Linked DNA regions of Mus musculus: region 2 is linked to region 1. A link is a contact called in public Hi-C data. All regions are on one chromosome and are shown on one strand. The core of a region is the stretch at or near the end of the contact, and the rest is flanking DNA. Distances in the headings are between cores, read along the strand shown.

The links. Hi-C and Micro-C count contacts between places; a contact is called where the count stands out from the background.
Region 2: a Hi-C map of cerebral cortex shows a contact between it and region 1, with 2.1 times the contacts expected there. The contact joins the promoter of A630019I02Rik here to the enhancer-like site in region 1. A contact is called at or near these places in 10 of 484 Hi-C or Micro-C datasets (B cells, CD4 T cells, the CH12 cell line and 6 more), 1 of 115 datasets of contacts at active chromatin or transcription factors (memory CD8 T cells) and 1 of 9 other capture datasets (embryonic stem cells).

Annotation. Positions count from the first base shown.
Region 1 is chr13:92,996,809-93,004,679 of GRCm38.p6, forward strand. No RefSeq gene overlaps it. Among named protein-coding and RNA genes, the nearest start is that of Gm41019, 5.1 kb to the right of the region's middle. Within about 2 kb of position 3,948, at least 49 of the 459 cell types and tissues checked have an H3K27ac peak or open chromatin away from gene starts, as enhancers often do. A contact at or near this core is called in cerebral cortex, cortical neurons and nephron progenitors, where this site is marked.
Region 2 is chr13:93,091,315-93,099,185 of GRCm38.p6, forward strand. A630019I02Rik (RIKEN cDNA A630019I02 gene) reads left to right here and starts at 3,519. Exons shown (of 4, transcript NR_046182.1): 1 at 3,519-3,849; 2 at 4,400-4,425; 3 at 4,541-4,737; 4 at 5,219-7,654. It overlaps Cmya5 (cardiomyopathy associated 5), which reads right to left. Exons shown (of 13, transcript NM_023821.3): 2 at 1-7,115.

The DNA of each region.
Region 1 (7,871 bases), core at 2,698-5,197:
CCTGGATAACCATGCAGATGTTAGGTGAGCCATGAGAAGCACCATGCATATGTGCTATTGATGTTTGTGTCCATGGCAGGCAACTTAGTCCAAGCTAAATCTGAAGGAACACCACAGGACCCAAGGGGGCAAGAAGGGAAGGTTATTCTAATTTCAAGAATGGCCTAGAAAAAAAAAAACACTCAAGGCACAAACCATGAGCTGGGTACCAGCTCTCAAGACTTGCCTGAATGGCAGCAAGGAACTAGAAATTCCAATTCAAAGAATATGTATGAGTAACTCCCATCCCTAGTTTCTGTAGGCCCAGCATTCTCAAATTGGGGAAATGGGGAAATCAGGACTTGAAGTGAAGGAAAGGGGGCAATTGTCTGATCTGTCATGTGACCCAGCCAAGATCCTGACTTCCATTTGCATATTGGATGCAAGGTACCACAGAAAGTACAGCCTTGCTGACAATGGTGAAGATGCAGGGATGGTTTCTGTACATCTGAGCAAAGGCAGTTTGGGTCAGCATTAGCTCTGCTTCCTCAGGCTAGCCCAGTCAAGACATCCTCTACCCAGCATTAACACTGCCATATTGTCAGTATCCACAAACCTCCGACTGCTAGAGAATGTCATAGCACCCCACAATGGAGATACTTAGAGGCTCCCCACACTTTAAGAAAGCATTTGTCTTGGAATAGGACTGGGACGGGGGTAGATGAATCTGAATGGATCTTCTGATTCTAAAGGTCTTAGATAGCACTTCCTGAAGGAAGAGTTCTGACTGAAACACCGTGTCTTGTCTCCTCCCCTCTCCTCTCCTCTCCTCCCCTTCCCCCCTTCCCATTTACTTTACTCTCCTCCCCTTCCCTCTCCTTCCCTCCCCTCCCCTATCTTCTCTCCTCCCCTCTCCTCTCTTTCCATCCCCTCCCTTTCCCTCCCTTCTCCTCTCCTCTCTTCCCCTCCCCTCCCTATCCTATCTTATTTTATCCTATCCTATCCTATCCTATCCTATCCTATCCCTTCCCCTCCTCTCTTCTCTTCCCTCCCCTCTCTTCTCCCCTCCCCTCTCTCTTTCTCTCCTCTCTTCCCCTCCCCTCTTGTCCCCTCTCCTCTCCTCTCTCCTCCTCTTCCCCCCCTCTTCTCCCTTCCTCTCTTCTCTCTCCTCTCCCTTCCCCCTCGTCTCTTCTCCTTTTCCCTTCCCTCCCCTCTCTTCTCCCCTCCTCTCCTCTCCTCTTCCCTCCCCTCTCTTCTATTTCCCTCCCCTCCCCCTCCCCTCCCCTCCCCTCTCCTCTCCCCTCCCCTTCCCCCCTCTTCTCCCCTCCTCTCTTCTCTCTCCTCTCCCTTCCCCCTCGTCTCTTCTCCTCTTCCCTTCCCTCCCCTCTCTTCTCCCCTCCTCTCTTCTCCTCTTCCCTCCCCTCTCTTCTATTTCCCTCCCCTCTCCCCCTCCTCTCCCCTCCCCTCCCCTCCCCTCCCCTCCCCTCCTCTCCTCTCTTCTCTTCTCTTCTCTTCTCTTCTCTTCTCTTCTCTTCTCTTCTCTTCTCTTCTCTTCTCTTCTCTTCCCTCACAGTTCCCCTACCTCTGCCTTCTCCCTCCCTCTTCTTCTCCCTCTCATCTTCCAGTTGAGGTGCACACCTTTCCCAGATCTCCACAAGTGGCTTGCCCACTGCACATTCATCATTAGATGTAGGAATGCTAAGTTGAAGCTTGCTCCCGAGGTCTGTCCAAGGTCTGGCTGCATGCAAAGCTCATGCCATGGTTCATCAAATATTTCTGGATAAGAAGAGGGCATCGATCGAATGAGCAGTTCATTCTGGTTTTATCACTGAAAGAACTGTGTCCCGGAGATTGAGCAAAACAAGCTAATCATCTGCCTTAACAAGGAGAGGAAGCAAATGGGGGAAAAGGGGAGACAGACATGAAGGACCAAGGAGGAAGTGAATTAAATGAAGCTGATGTGGCTTTGGGGCAGAAGCTCTGACTTGGTCAAAGTTGAGTGACAGATGAGTTATTGGGACCATGGGGAGATCTGACGAGCTCATCCCTATGTAGGAGCGAAGGGGCCGTGAGCCAGGCTTTATCTTGTCATAACTGAAGCCTGGAAATAGAATCATGGTATTGATCTGGAAAGCACCTGTGGAGAAGGTAGCCTTCGTTGGGTTCTACACTGGATCCTGAGTGTACAGAAGAAATAAGAACAGGTCTCGCCTCCTGGGACTTCAGAGGGAGCATGCTAAGGAAATGTGCCAACGCTGCCTGTGGTGGGCCTGCGGTGAAAGTCTGCACACACAGCTGGTAAACACAGTTGGTACCCAGGACTGACACACTCACTACGCAAGGAATCCTGAAAAACAAAGTGTTTCTCCTACACAACAAGCCTTCTAGCGGGTATCCCTGCATGTTGGAAAGAGACCTGTTGCCTTATGTGTTTCAAAGGAACATGTAGGCTTTCACTTAAATTAGACTTGATATCACGGGCAGGTGGACACGAGGGGCCACTGGATCAGCAGACACTGGTGGGAGGCCTGGAGAAGAGGAAGGCTTAGGAAATTTCCACTAAGCTCAGGCCAGATGGAGCAGATATCCCTCAGATAACAGCCCACTGGCTCCTTCCTGGGCCGCCCATTTTCTAATGCTCCCAGGGCCAGTGGCCAGGCAGCTGTCCCCTAGCCCACAGACATAGAGCAATAGGCCCGAGAAGTGGGTCATGGCCAAGTAAAAGTGGTGTTGATAACTTTGTGTCATAACCAACGAACTAGAGACCAGGTTAACATTGAGTGGACTACACCATTGATCTCTTGGTTGGTTTTGACCTTATCCATGAGTCCAACTTCCACAAGACTGGCATGGTATCTATTAGCTATTGACAAGTTTTCTTTCATAAATCGTAACAGCTTCCTTTTCCCCTATAGCACATGTAGGGAATGTATTATCTATGGAATAAAATATGTTTATGAGTGATTTTCAAACAAACAAACTTGCAGAAAGCCCCTTTCTCCACAGGCCAAAGGGAAACAGATACAAACTAAGCCTTCTCAATTAAATTAGCATGCCTAAATTAAACATTCCTTTTATCTATGTCGCCTTCCTTCTCTTCCTTGTTGTGGCCGGGGGTGGGTATGACAGTGAAGCAGGGCTTGTTTTCTTGCTTTCAAGAATCTGCAAGTAATTGGGGTTGAATCTTGTCACAGGGAAAAGCTTTAGAGCTCAGCTTAACAAGCAGACTCATAAAGGAAGCCTTCCCTGGACCATCTGCTTGCTGCAGGCCATGACAACAGATCCCTTAAACATAGCGAAGCTAGGGAGGAGGGGAGGTGGGTGTGAGGAAGGAGGTAGGGCGCTTTCACAGAGACGGGAGACGGGAGACGGTAGACGGGGCTTCCCGTTGAGACTTGAAGGATAAATAGGAGTGTGTGGCACACTTAAACATTAACAAAGGCTCATAAAACATGAACCAGGACCCATGGTGCAGATGAGTCGAGGAGAAACGAGCTTGGATCAGCACTGTGCTTTTAAGACAAGCAGAGAGGGACTGGGCATGATAGCCAAGTGAGATTTCCCTCCAGGGTCCAACTAGGGTTCATGTTCCAGTTGCTGCCCTTGAAGATACCAAGAGGTCCCATCTTCCCCATTAGCAGTAGAGATGGCTTTTTAAAAGGTGAGCTAATGGCTTGCAGAAAGCTTTTTATAACTCAGAGGTTAAAACAGGGAGGCTGCGGCTCCTTTCACAGTTAACCGGAGAGTTCTTGACCAGCACTCGTTCCCCAAGCTGGCTTGAGTTTGGGGTTCACTATACCCAGTTTCTTTACTGCTTTGTGCATCTTCCAAAGCTCTCCTTCCACTCTGAGCTGCTGGGCTCCTGCCTCTACAGCGACATTTTCTTCCCTTCCTCTCTCCCTTCCCGCCTTCTCAGCTGTCAGAACCTGACTCAGCCGGAGCTGTGTGGGAACAGCATGGAGTGAATCACCGAGCAGTGATTCTGAAGGGGACCTGATTACCCCCTAGTCCGCCAGGCACATCTTGTTCCTGCCTAGCTGACCATTTTCATGGAAGCTATTTTTTGTGTATGAGACCGTTACTCCTGGACTCCAGGCAGAGTATAAAAAGCAGAGCGATAGCTCATGGGGTAGTTGGTCAGAATCATATTTCCCAGGGCACTGACCGGGATTTTGACAAGACACAGCTGGCTGAGGGAGTATGCTGGAAAACTTAGCCCTGGGGTGAGGAAGAAGAGGAGGAGGGCCCTTTAAATAGCAGGTGGCTTCACTGTTTCTATAAATGAGATGGTACGTTTCCACTGAGCGCTGATTACAAAGATGGTCTTTTATTAGACAGCTGTACCAACCCATAGGCCAGCCCTTGAGGCTCTATCAGGGAAAATTTCCCTGCGGCTCATAAACATGCTTGGATGCACATCTCTGTTCAGTGCCAGGGCTGTTTGTTACTGATTTCTGCCTGTGGATTCTGCGCAGGCCACAAATGAGGGGCCTGTCAGGGATGGAGGGAGAGTCATGGGCCAGAGCCTTGTTTCAAACACTGCCAGACTTAGTTATCCTCTCCATTTGTGTATTTATCTTAGAGCAGGTTGTCCTCTAAGACACTGTTGAGACACTGAAGAGAAACACAAGTGCTCTGTCCTAAGAGAGAGAGAGGAGAGGGGAAAAGGAGGTGGAGGAGGCCTTCAAAGCCCTGTAGATCTCTCCGTGAAGGAATGCTGAACGCACCTTTAATCAACTCAGAACTCCCCCTTGAAAATGCAGAATGATGTGGGTGGCGTGTGAGCTGTGCATCACCCCTGGGTGAACTGCCTGCTTTGCAGTAACTTTGCTCTTAGGAAACTGAGATTCGTGGCCCATGGCTCCTTAGAGTGATCCAACCCATTGGACAACATTCCTGAAAACACAGTGGTCTGCGTGGTTGTGAAGTCAACCTTGGTCGGTCAAAACCTCCCTGGCCATGTCTCCACACCCCTCCACTGTTGTCTCTTAATTTGACACAAATCATAGCAGCTAATACCAAGAATCTACTTGATTTTTATCATATTGTCTAACACCTTAGATTTTTTTAAGCTTTATTTTATATCACTTAGATGTACAATAAACTAGAGCATGCACACAGCCCTAAGTTCAACCTACAAAATGTAAAATAAACTTTATTTAACTTATAATTATTGTTGCTACTGTTGTTATTGTGGGGGGAGGCATATGCATACCACAGTGTGAGTGTAGAGGTCAAAGGATAAGTTTGTAGAGTTGATTTTCTTCTCCCATCTTTACATGTGTTTGGGGATTGAACTCAGGTTAGCAGTCTTAAGCAGCAAACACCTCTAACCAATAAGAGCCATCTTGCTGGCTCTAATTCTAACAACTCTGTGAAATGCATTGTATTTTCAAACCAAGCGACCAAGACTCACTCACAGAGTCACTGGTGGAAAGTGGTATGGCCAGAAGTTAATCCCAAGTGGATGAATTATGCTGGCACGGCCAAGTCTATTCCCCAGTCCTCCCTTGTCCATGCTAAGCCCTTCTGTGAGACAATAGTAGAGGCCACTACTCAAGAAGTAGCTACAAAATAAAGGACTGGTCCACACACACTATACTAATTCAGTTCTTAGCTTTCACAGTTGCTGGGGGGGAGGGTTACTGGATCTTAGACACTGAAGCAAATAAATCAGCTAGATGCTCCAAGTAAAGAGTCCTCAATTATAAAACCTCCCTCCTCCTCCTCCTCACAGGACAGTAGGTTGGCAGGAAACCCACATGTTCCAGAAGCAGGAGACACAGCATCTTGTGGTGTGTCCACCCCCAAGTGGGAACAGAAGGCAAGCACATTCACTTCCCAGATGGCCGCGTTGGAAAAGGGGGCTGGCTAGACCCCAAGCCCTTTCCTGACCTGCTCTTGGCTTGGGATACTGGGGTGGAGGCTGGTCCTCTGAGAAATGCATTTGCCCTTTGCTTGCAAAACATCTATGAGTGATTGATGGACTTGTCCCAGGGTAGAAAGGAATGGCATTGAAATGGAGCCACTTTAAGACAAAGATTTCACTGTTTCAGGAAGCTTCAGCTACCTAGACTTACAACAGGATCAAAAGAGATCAGATTGTGACGGCTGTGGCAGGGACCTGAGGCAGGCCAAGAAAGGAGCCTCGGTCACAGTCACTTGTAATAAGATGAGAAATGCACTCACACAGAACTGTGACCTCTGTTTTCTTCACTGGCTAAAAATCAAGTAGATCCAGCTCCCAATAGGGACCATAACTCTTTCTCAATTGATTATGCCTTGGGAAATGAATTGGAGGCTTCTAGTCTGCAGATGGGAAGGTCACACAGACCTTGTTGACCCAGTACACACAGGTGGCTCAGGACAGTGCCCAGCTTAGAATCATCAAGAAGCTGGCCTTGTATACACAATTATTTCATGTCTTTGGGGGCTTTAATTTTCTTATAAAGGGTAGACATGGAACTTTTACAGGCAGTGGCATTATGTAGACTAAATCCTGTAAGCACCCAATAACATGTAAAGTGTTATTTCCTCAAGGTTAGAATAACACAATAGAAAGGGGCTTTTCTGAGTTTATGTCTTTGCTCTGCCACTTACTAGTTGTGCAACCTTGGAGAAGAATCATCGGAATACCCACTTCACAGAGTTCTTGTGAAGACTGATGGGATAATTCATGGGGAATTACCTTCCTATAAAAGGGCTCCGTAGCATTTGCTTCTATCCATTTACCTGTGATACACTGAGAGTCTATCTCTTTGTCTCAGTTAAAGGCAGGGTACCTACAAATGACCCCCATGGGCTCAAGATTGCCTGGATCAGACTGGTAGAGACAGTAGAGACAGCACCCATGCCTCCACCTCTTAGGTACCTGCCTAGCCTATTGGGACACCTCGCATTTAGCCTCTGTCTTCTCAGCTTCTGAGATCTCAGGATTCCAGAAGTGCGATCCTGCTTAGCCCCCCTCCCCTGGCCTGTCTTGTTCTATTACTGCTGGCATCCTGGTGGGACAATTTCACGGGGAGCTGGAACCAGTGCATTAGAGTAAGAAATCTAAAGAGATGCCATTTCTACCTAATCTGCTTTCTCCCCATGGGTCGATTTGACTGCACTTTTACTTTGGAATAAAAAGAACCTAGAAACCAGATAAGCAAACACCTTATTATCAAGAACCATCTGCAGAAAGTTTCATGCAGTGTCTCCAAGGTCAAAGCTATGCTCTACCTCATACCCAGAACAACAGGCAGGCAGGCTCGATAAGGGATCGTGAGGCCCTGAGACACAGAAGCAAGAGCATTCATTCCAACTGGATCTGCAAGTTCTCTGTGAACCCGAAATCTTCAAGGGAAGTTCATGAGTGTATTTAACAGAAACATCTAAGATCACTTGGAGTCAGTTGGGGAGGGAGGGAGTGCAGAAAAAAATTCAACAGCAACCCTGAGCCTTGTTCTTGGCTCTTTCCTTCTCTCTGATCCCAGATTTTCATTTTTTAAGAGTGCCATCTGTTCTTCCTGACTTTCTTGTCAAAGGAAATCATTTTGATTTTCGAAACTGTATGTTTTCTCTCTTTCATGTTCCTAGGCTGGTTCTTCCGGCTGCATACGTGGGGGATGGCAGTGTTAAGAGGCCAGTTTCTGCCATTAACTTAAAGAGACTAACTCCCACCAAGGTAGGCTGAGCCCCTGGGTTGCTGAGCCAATTGTACAGAATTGTAAGATGGCAGTGGGATTTTCTTTAGATTGCTGGAGACCTAGGTAAGGTGATGAAAATGTTCTGTCTGTGGAGTCCAAGGCAATAGCCAGGGGTACTTCAAGTGAGAAACTACATTTTAAATTTTAATTCATTTCTATTAACTTACCCCCTACTCTAAATGTAAATATACAGATCGTTAA
Region 2 (7,871 bases), core at 2,269-4,768, 94 kb after region 1:
TTGTTTCATCAGTCATGTCTGATACCCTAGCAGCATCCTTAGATAGGGGTCTTGGCTGCACACTTCCATCTTCCGCAGCCACTGAAGCACCAAGGGACAACTCGGGCATCACGAACCGCCTCCTTTCCTCTTTGAGATCCACTCTACTCTCACCTGACTTTTCCAACTCCAGATTTCCTTCCTGAGTAAGAGAATGGCCATCCGTTTCCTCTCCATGGGGAGACTCCACACGGGAAACCTTGGTTTTCTCTACTAAAGTTTTACCTTCTTCCTGGGGATGTGGTTGGGTTTCTGCTGCCTTTCTCTCCCTAATTTCTGGGTATACCTCTGTGACTATATGTTCTGGTTTTTCAACAACTGGTGTTGGTTTAGCCAGCAAATGTGGTTGAGCCTTATCCAAAGAAACAGCTGATGCTCCAGGCACAGGCATGGCTGCAGGGGGGTATTCTTGCTTCTCTCCTTCTGAAAATACCCATTCCTGCACTTCCTTTTCTCTCCTATCCAAAGCAAGAGTCTTGCTGGGTTTTTCCATGAGCTTTTCAGTTGGAGAGATGCGCTGTTCAAGCCTCTCAGCAGCTTTTGATTCTTCCAATTTGAAAGGTCGAGATTCCGGCATCCTTTGCAACTCTCCTACTGCTTCATTTTCCCTGAGTTCCAAGGGAGCCATGATTTCTTGCTTCTCTGCCAGGCCCCTCTTCCCTGCCAAGGAAAATGATCTAGTTTCCCAGCCATCCTTCTCCTCTGTTGGACGTTCCACTTCCTCTTCACAATGTTCCAAAGAAGTGGGTTTTGGCATTTCTTGTCTAAGTCTGTCTTCACCAAGATCACTTAAACTGCCTTTTGATTCCACTGGCAGAATCATTGATGCTGGTTCCTCTGAGTTCATCCTTGTGAAGGCGGACTGGGCTGATTTGGGCTTCTGTGGCATTCTATCTACTACGTCAGATGACGAGAGCCATGTTTCCTTGTGATCACTGCTTGGCTCTTCCTTACGTGCAGAAATATTCCACATAGACGGAGAAGAGACCTCTGGCTTCTGGCGTCTTTGGCTCTCAGTAATATGAAGAGGAGCCATGTTTTGGGCTTCTTCCATACCCACTTTCTCACCCATAGGGGAACAAGGATGAATTCCAGGATGTTTGTCACCAACTGAAGTAGCTAAGCTTTCGCCCATTCCTTCTGAGAAGCCTGGCAGTTCCTTCTGCCCATAGTTTTCAGAGTTAGACTTAGGTTGCTTTAAAACGTCTTCGTTTGATAAAAATGTGAGTTTTTCTTTAAGGTCTTGACTTATGCTGGATTTAACTGAAACGCCTTTGGGCTCCTCGGCCAGTTTAACTGTGACCTCAGGTAATGAATGAACCGCTGGCTTCTCGGCTATATTAACCTCAGCAGGAACTGTACCTTTAGGCTCTATGGCAGGTACTGCTTTCTCTACAGAGGGACCTGGACGAGTTTCTAGATCTTCGTTGTCAGAGACCTTACTATCTGGAATGCTTGATCCAAACAATAAACTAGACATCCATGATTTAAAAGATGAAATGCCTTTCTTTCCCTTCTCTGCAGGAAGACCTTGCTCAGTGACGAGTGACTTCTCAGATGGCTTTTGTGTCACCTCTGGGGTCTCTGGAGGTTGAGGTGTGGCTTTTGCTTTCACAGCAGGGACAGATTTACTTTGGGTGAGTACTTCCACGTTGCCAGAGGCTAGCTTTCTCCCTTCCTCAGAATCATCTACAGCCTTTGACTGAACCCTTCTGGGTTCCTGAGATAGCTTCTCACCAGACACTGGTGCTTTGCTTGTTTCTTGGTTTCTGGTTTCAGATGTGTGATCTGTATCCAGTGGAGCAGCCCCAAGTTTCTCTGACATCAGATCAGTGCTCTCAGAGGACTCCAGCTGCCCAGTTCCTGGTTTTCTATCTTCATGCTGATTGACTAAGCCATCTGGCTTTTCCAGCATCCAGGTGTTGTCCTTTGGAGAAATGAGACTCTCTTTCACTTTTGATCCTGTAACACTGGCACGCTCAGTTGTCACAAATGGCTTGGGTTGCTCCAAATTCTCCTTCTTCTCTGCCAATTGTTTAACACCCAGCTCTGGCTTATCTGCAGAAGAGCTGCTCTCATCAGGCACCTCAACAGCTTGGCCCTCATGAAGGGTCCGTTTAGGCTCTTTTTGCTCAATGGGGAGGTCAAAAGAAGCAGTCTCTAATGGAGCTGAGGCAGGCACAGGAAGCTTCCTGTTTTCTTCTTGTTCTTTTCCTCTTCTCTGAAGCTCAGCGGGGCCCTTTTCTAAGATAGAAGGCCCTGGTTCCGTTCCGATGGGTTTTACTGGTTCTATACCTAAGGATCTATCTCTATCTCTACTATCAATGAGTTCTGACCCAGCAGTTGGTACTTCTGATAACTGTTTGTGCTTCTCAGGCTCTGGGGGGAGCTTTATAAGCTCTTGCTCTCCTGACAGGAAACTCCCCGGCACTGGAGAAGATGTCTCCTCTGCTTGCCTGTTCATCTCATGTCTGAGGGCCAGTAATGTTGGAGCTAAATCATCTGAAACTACATTTTCAGAATCAGGAGACCTTGTTATCTCCTCGTGTTTGTCATTTGGCACCGTGGGTTTGGATGTGGGTGACACTTGCAATGGAGGTGGCTCGTTGTCTTCTCTCTCTACCTCAACCCCTGAGTTGACAGGAAGTTTGGGTTCAGGCCTTAACACCTCTGAGGTAGACATGCTGGGCAAAGGCAAACCACTGCCTAACTCGCTCTTCCCTACTCCCTTTAAGCCTGGGTGTTCCACAGGGCTGGCAAGAGATGGATCTGTCAGGACTTCATCCCTGCCTAATTTAGTTGAATTTGAATCAAGCTTAGTTACTGGCACTGTGGTGGCAGAAGAGCTGGCTTCTGTGTCTTTCCCCATCTCTTCCATCAATGCTGGAAGTGCAGGTGGTGCAGGTGGACTGTGTTCTGCTCCCCTCTCTCTCCCCGATGAAGCCGCAGGAAGTTCCCTGGTTATTTTGGACTCCTGTTTCACTTCCGTTTTCACTGCAGATAAAACCTTAGGTCCAGAAATAGATGTTTCCTCTGGAGGTGAGTGTGGTTTTGCCACTTCAGGCTCATTCTTTGACAACATTCTCTGTTCTAGTTCAGAAGTCACAGTTGGAGCTAAATTGAGTTTGACATCCGCCTTTGGCTCATCTCCCAAGTCAGACAAAACTGAATATTTCATCCCAGACCCTGGAACATTTGGGAGCCGAGGCTCTGGTGTCTGATCCTGCGATTTGTGTGCTGTCGCTTCTTGAGAATCCAGCACAGCTTTTTCCCTTCCGACTCTGGGCAAAGCCATCTGTTCATCTGCACTTGTTAGAGTGAGAGGTGCTGTGGGCTCCTGCTCTGGCTTAAGCACACAGGTTGACTCGGGTGAAACTGAGGGCTGAGAGGTGGGCAAAACGGATGTGGTTTCTTCCTTTACCACTGATGAGAGTGCAGAAGAGGAAGCTGCTATTGTAACTGCTGGCAGACTACTCTTTGCATCTCTCTTCTCCCATCCACTGGTTGGTGGTGGTACCAAATCTTCAGCCTCAGGCTCCAAAGATGCCTGAGTTTTCTCCTGCTGTGCCAGGATGAGATATTCAGACACAGAGGTTGAAATTGTTGGAACATCTGACATAGTTTCTGCTTGGCCGGTCTTATCTGCCGAAGGTAGCAGGCTCAGATCTTCGAACACAGGCCTACAAGGGGAAGACTCCTCCCGCTCCTGCGATGGCTCAGAATGCTCAGGCACAGGCGTGACCACTGAGGACCCCGCCTCTTCTTCATCTGCCTCTGAGAAGTAGGGATAGTCTGGAGCAGACCTCCTAGGTAGTAATTCGTCTGGCTCGACCTTGTTTTGCTCTGTTTCTGCGATTCGGTATGGTGGGATTGACACCTGTGATGCTGAATCCGGAGAAAAGAGGTCAGCCTCTTCCGTGTCCTCATCAGACAGAACAGTCTGCTCAGAGGGGGACGTTAAGCACAGTGGAGAATCCCGCCCCAGCTCTCTCTTCTCTAGTTCCTGAGTCGGATAGGGTGAGAATGAGAATTCTGACGCAAATGCAGAATCAGGGGAAAGGGGCCCAATATTGTCCTCTTCCTGCCCTTGCTCTGATAGACCTGTGGGTGAGGAGGCACCCTTTAGAAGCAGAGGAGATGTGTGGCCAAGCTCTGGTGTGGAAGAGAATGAGCCCCGCTGCTGGTCTCTGCTCCCTTCTTCTGATTGGACCACTTGTTCGGATGAGATGGCCCAGGGAGGTGGGGCATGGCTTTCAGAAAGCAGCTCAGTGGTTTGTGGGGGGAGAGCGCATTCCACTGCAGAGACCTCATTGGATGAAGATAGCCCAACTCCAATGGCTTCCTTTTCTTCTTCTAACAGGGTTGCAGGATCAGAAAGGCCTCTTGGTTTGAATTGGGGCATGTCATCTATTGTTTTTTGGGGGGATTCCCGTGTTGCATTTTGTGAAACCGAGGGTTTAAATGGCAGCTTTGAATCTGATGCGAAACTTCCACTTCCTAGACTCTCATCTTCCGATAGAACTGCCTGGCTCAGTGCTGCTGGGGGAAGTAGCCCAATATCTTCTTTCTCATCTTCTGCCTGAATGATGGGCTCAGAAACACGTTGGGACTTTAATGGGAGCTTGTGGTCACCTGTTTTCAACAGCAACTCTTGCGCATGTGCTGGAACAGAATACTCAGCCGCAGATTCAGATTCTGGTGAGTGACACACGCTCTCTGAGGCCTCATCTCCAGACAGGACTGGTGAAACTGTTGAAAAGAGTGGGGACTGGATGGCAGATGTCTTCTCAGTGGTGGATGGAGAAAGAGACTGCTCAGATACAGAGGTCATAGCTGGGGAATAAGACTCACGTTCCTCGTCGTCCTCTGAAAAGACTGCAGGTTCATTGCTAGATTTCACATCAGATACAGAAACTGCCTCTACTTCCAGCTTCTCTGGTGTATGGTTCAAATCCTGTAGGACTGAATACTCAGATACAAAAGCAGAATCGGTAGAAACAGACTCGTTTTCTTCTCTTTCTTCCTCGGACAAAGTGATACGTTCAGGTGTGAATGTCATCTGTGTTGGTAGAATGGGCTCTTTTCTGTGCTCTACTTCAGGGGACAAAGGCGATGGGGAAGTCTCCTTAGAAGCTAAAGGACTTTCCGGGTAATCAAGTTCTATGATCTCTTCTTCTAGACTAGAATCTTCGGGTTCAGTGGTATCCGTGATTGGCGTAGAAGTTTCCACTCCCCTCTCTAGTTGTGCCTTTCTAAGAACCATGGGTTCAGGCGCATGCTCCTCCTCTCTGTGGACTATGGACTCAGGCTCAGGCACATGCTCCTCCTCTCTGTGAACTATGGGCTCAGGTGCATGCCCCTCATCTCTGTGGACTATGGGCTCAGGCACATGCTCCTCCTCTCTGTGGACTATGGGCTCCGGTGCATGCCCCTCATCTCTGTGGACTATGGGCTCAGGCGCATGCTCCTCCCCTCTGTGGACTATGGACTCAAGCTCAGGCACATGCTCCTCCTCTCTGTGGACTATGGGCACAGGCCCAGGCGCATGCTCCTCCTCTCTGTGGACTATGGACTCAGGCTCAGGCGCATGCTCCTCCTCTCTTTGAACTATGGACTCAGGCGCATGCTCCTCCTCTCTGTGGACTATGGATTCAGGCGCATGCTCCTCCTCTCTGTGGACTATGGGCTCAGGCGCATGCTCCTCCTCTCTGTGGACTATGGGCTCAGGCGCATGCTCCTCCTCTCTGTGGACTATGGGCTCAGGCGCATGCTCCTCCTCTCTGTGGACTATGGGCTCAGATGAGGTCACGTATTCAGACGCTTGTTCTGTTTTTTCTGTTGAAATCGGCTCTAGCCCTTCCATGTCTGGCTCAAACTTTTCTTGGATGGCTGGCGCTGGTCTTGGTGGTCCTGTCTCTAAAGACTCCTTCTCTGCCTCCCATGGCATGGAATGGTTGACAGAAACCAAGCCTTCCTGTTGCACATCATCGGCTGAGCCTGTCAAGACTGAAGCATCATCCTCTGAACTTTCCTTTCCTTGTGCATTCTGTTCCAGTTCTTCCTTTGCTCTTTCAAGGACCATGGTTGCTGGAATGCTTGGTGGCTCCATTCTGTGGGTCTTTGATTCATCAGCTGGCTGTTGTGGCATCATTTGTGGAAGGCTGAGATTTTCTTCTTGATCAGCTGTATCATTTCTGGCACTGGAGGGAAATGCGTGTTCTGTTGAAGATGGAACATTTAAATTGGAATCGGCATACGTTTTCTTTTGCTCTTCGTGACTAAACAATGAGGTCCTGGACCCTTTGGAGAGGGCACCTCTCCAGGGTGGAGCAAGCTCTCTTACTTTGTCTTCTTCTGGGCTCTGGGCTAATTTCCTTTGGGGAACTATATTAGAACCACCATTGCTCAAATCCGGCTCTAGACTAATAGATGAATCTTTTCCTCTCCTGTAATGTATTTCCTTAATTACATAACCTTTTGGCAACGTCCCATAAAATTGTAGAGGAATTAACTCTTCTTTAACTGAATTGAACATCTTTATTTTGTATTGTACCGTTCCTATGTAGACTGGCTTCAACACTAATGGTTTGTGCTCTTTGTAGATAGCCCCAGTGATGGGAGGCGTATTTGATGCAGTCTTCTTCCTTCTTGTTTTATCATAAGTGCCAATAGATGACTTTTCATTCTCAATATTGAGCACAGGGCTTTCTGAAATTGAAGGACCATCTTCTTGGTTTGTCAGAACATCTTGTGATTCCAGAGAATTCCTTTTTTTGCTGCCTTTCCGACGCAGTGACGGTGAGCCACGCTTGGACTTCTGAGTTCTTTTCCGTGTCCTTTTAACTTCATCCATAATAAAGGAAACACTTCCTGGAGGAGAAGTCAGAGCTGACCCTTCCAAACTACATATTCCCGAGGTCTGACTTTCTCCTGAAGCCCAAGGAGTGGAAGATCTGCTTGAGTTGGTCTCCCAGGTTATCCCACTGTCTTCACGTTGAACTGCCACCATGGAAAAGGAAGGGTCAGAGACGATACACTCCTGCTTGGTCTTGCCCTCCTCATCCTCATCTGATAACCTATGGTGAACAATACCAGTAATTATATATTATAGTAATAAATAAAATTAATATTAATTATTAGAACAAGTAAATGTAAAATATAGAAGTCAGTACTCACATCCACCTCAAATGTGGGGTGAATATAAAATAAAGTTTAAAAAGTTAAAATCCAGATATCAGTGCAGTAAGAAAGCCCAGGCCAGAATTGCTCAGTAGCCAGCCTTAAGCCAGAAGGAAAGCTGAAATTCATTTTCACTCCTTCCCTATTCTGGGTTGCCCTCCTGGTCCTCCCGTGTTCCCCAGTCAGGAAGGCTCCCTTCTCTCACCAGGACCCACATGTGACCCTGGCATCTGTGCTCTTTGTTCCCACAGGGACCCCCAAACCTAGCTAGGTTTTGTGGACCACCCACTCCATCTGCTTCCTATCTGACCAGGAGCCTGACTCCTGCCTCTTATTGGCCTGGTCTCGGCCCTTCCTATTTTCCTTCCATCTGGCTTTCCCAAGCATCCCATTAGCATTCCTCATGGAGACGAATCTCAATAAACTCTTCTTACTTACAAAATAGGAACATCCTTGGCTCCAAATTCCTTTCTGATTTTATTTCCAAGTACCTGCCTCCCCCACTCCTACAGGATTTTCTCTTCTAACTACAACTGTGTGCCCCAGAATGGTATTTGGTTAACTGTGGACCGCATAGACCGCCATGGTCCTAGGGAATTAGAGTGGAGCTGTGGGCTTCCTTTTGTCTAGTGTCACTCTAGTCATCATAACAT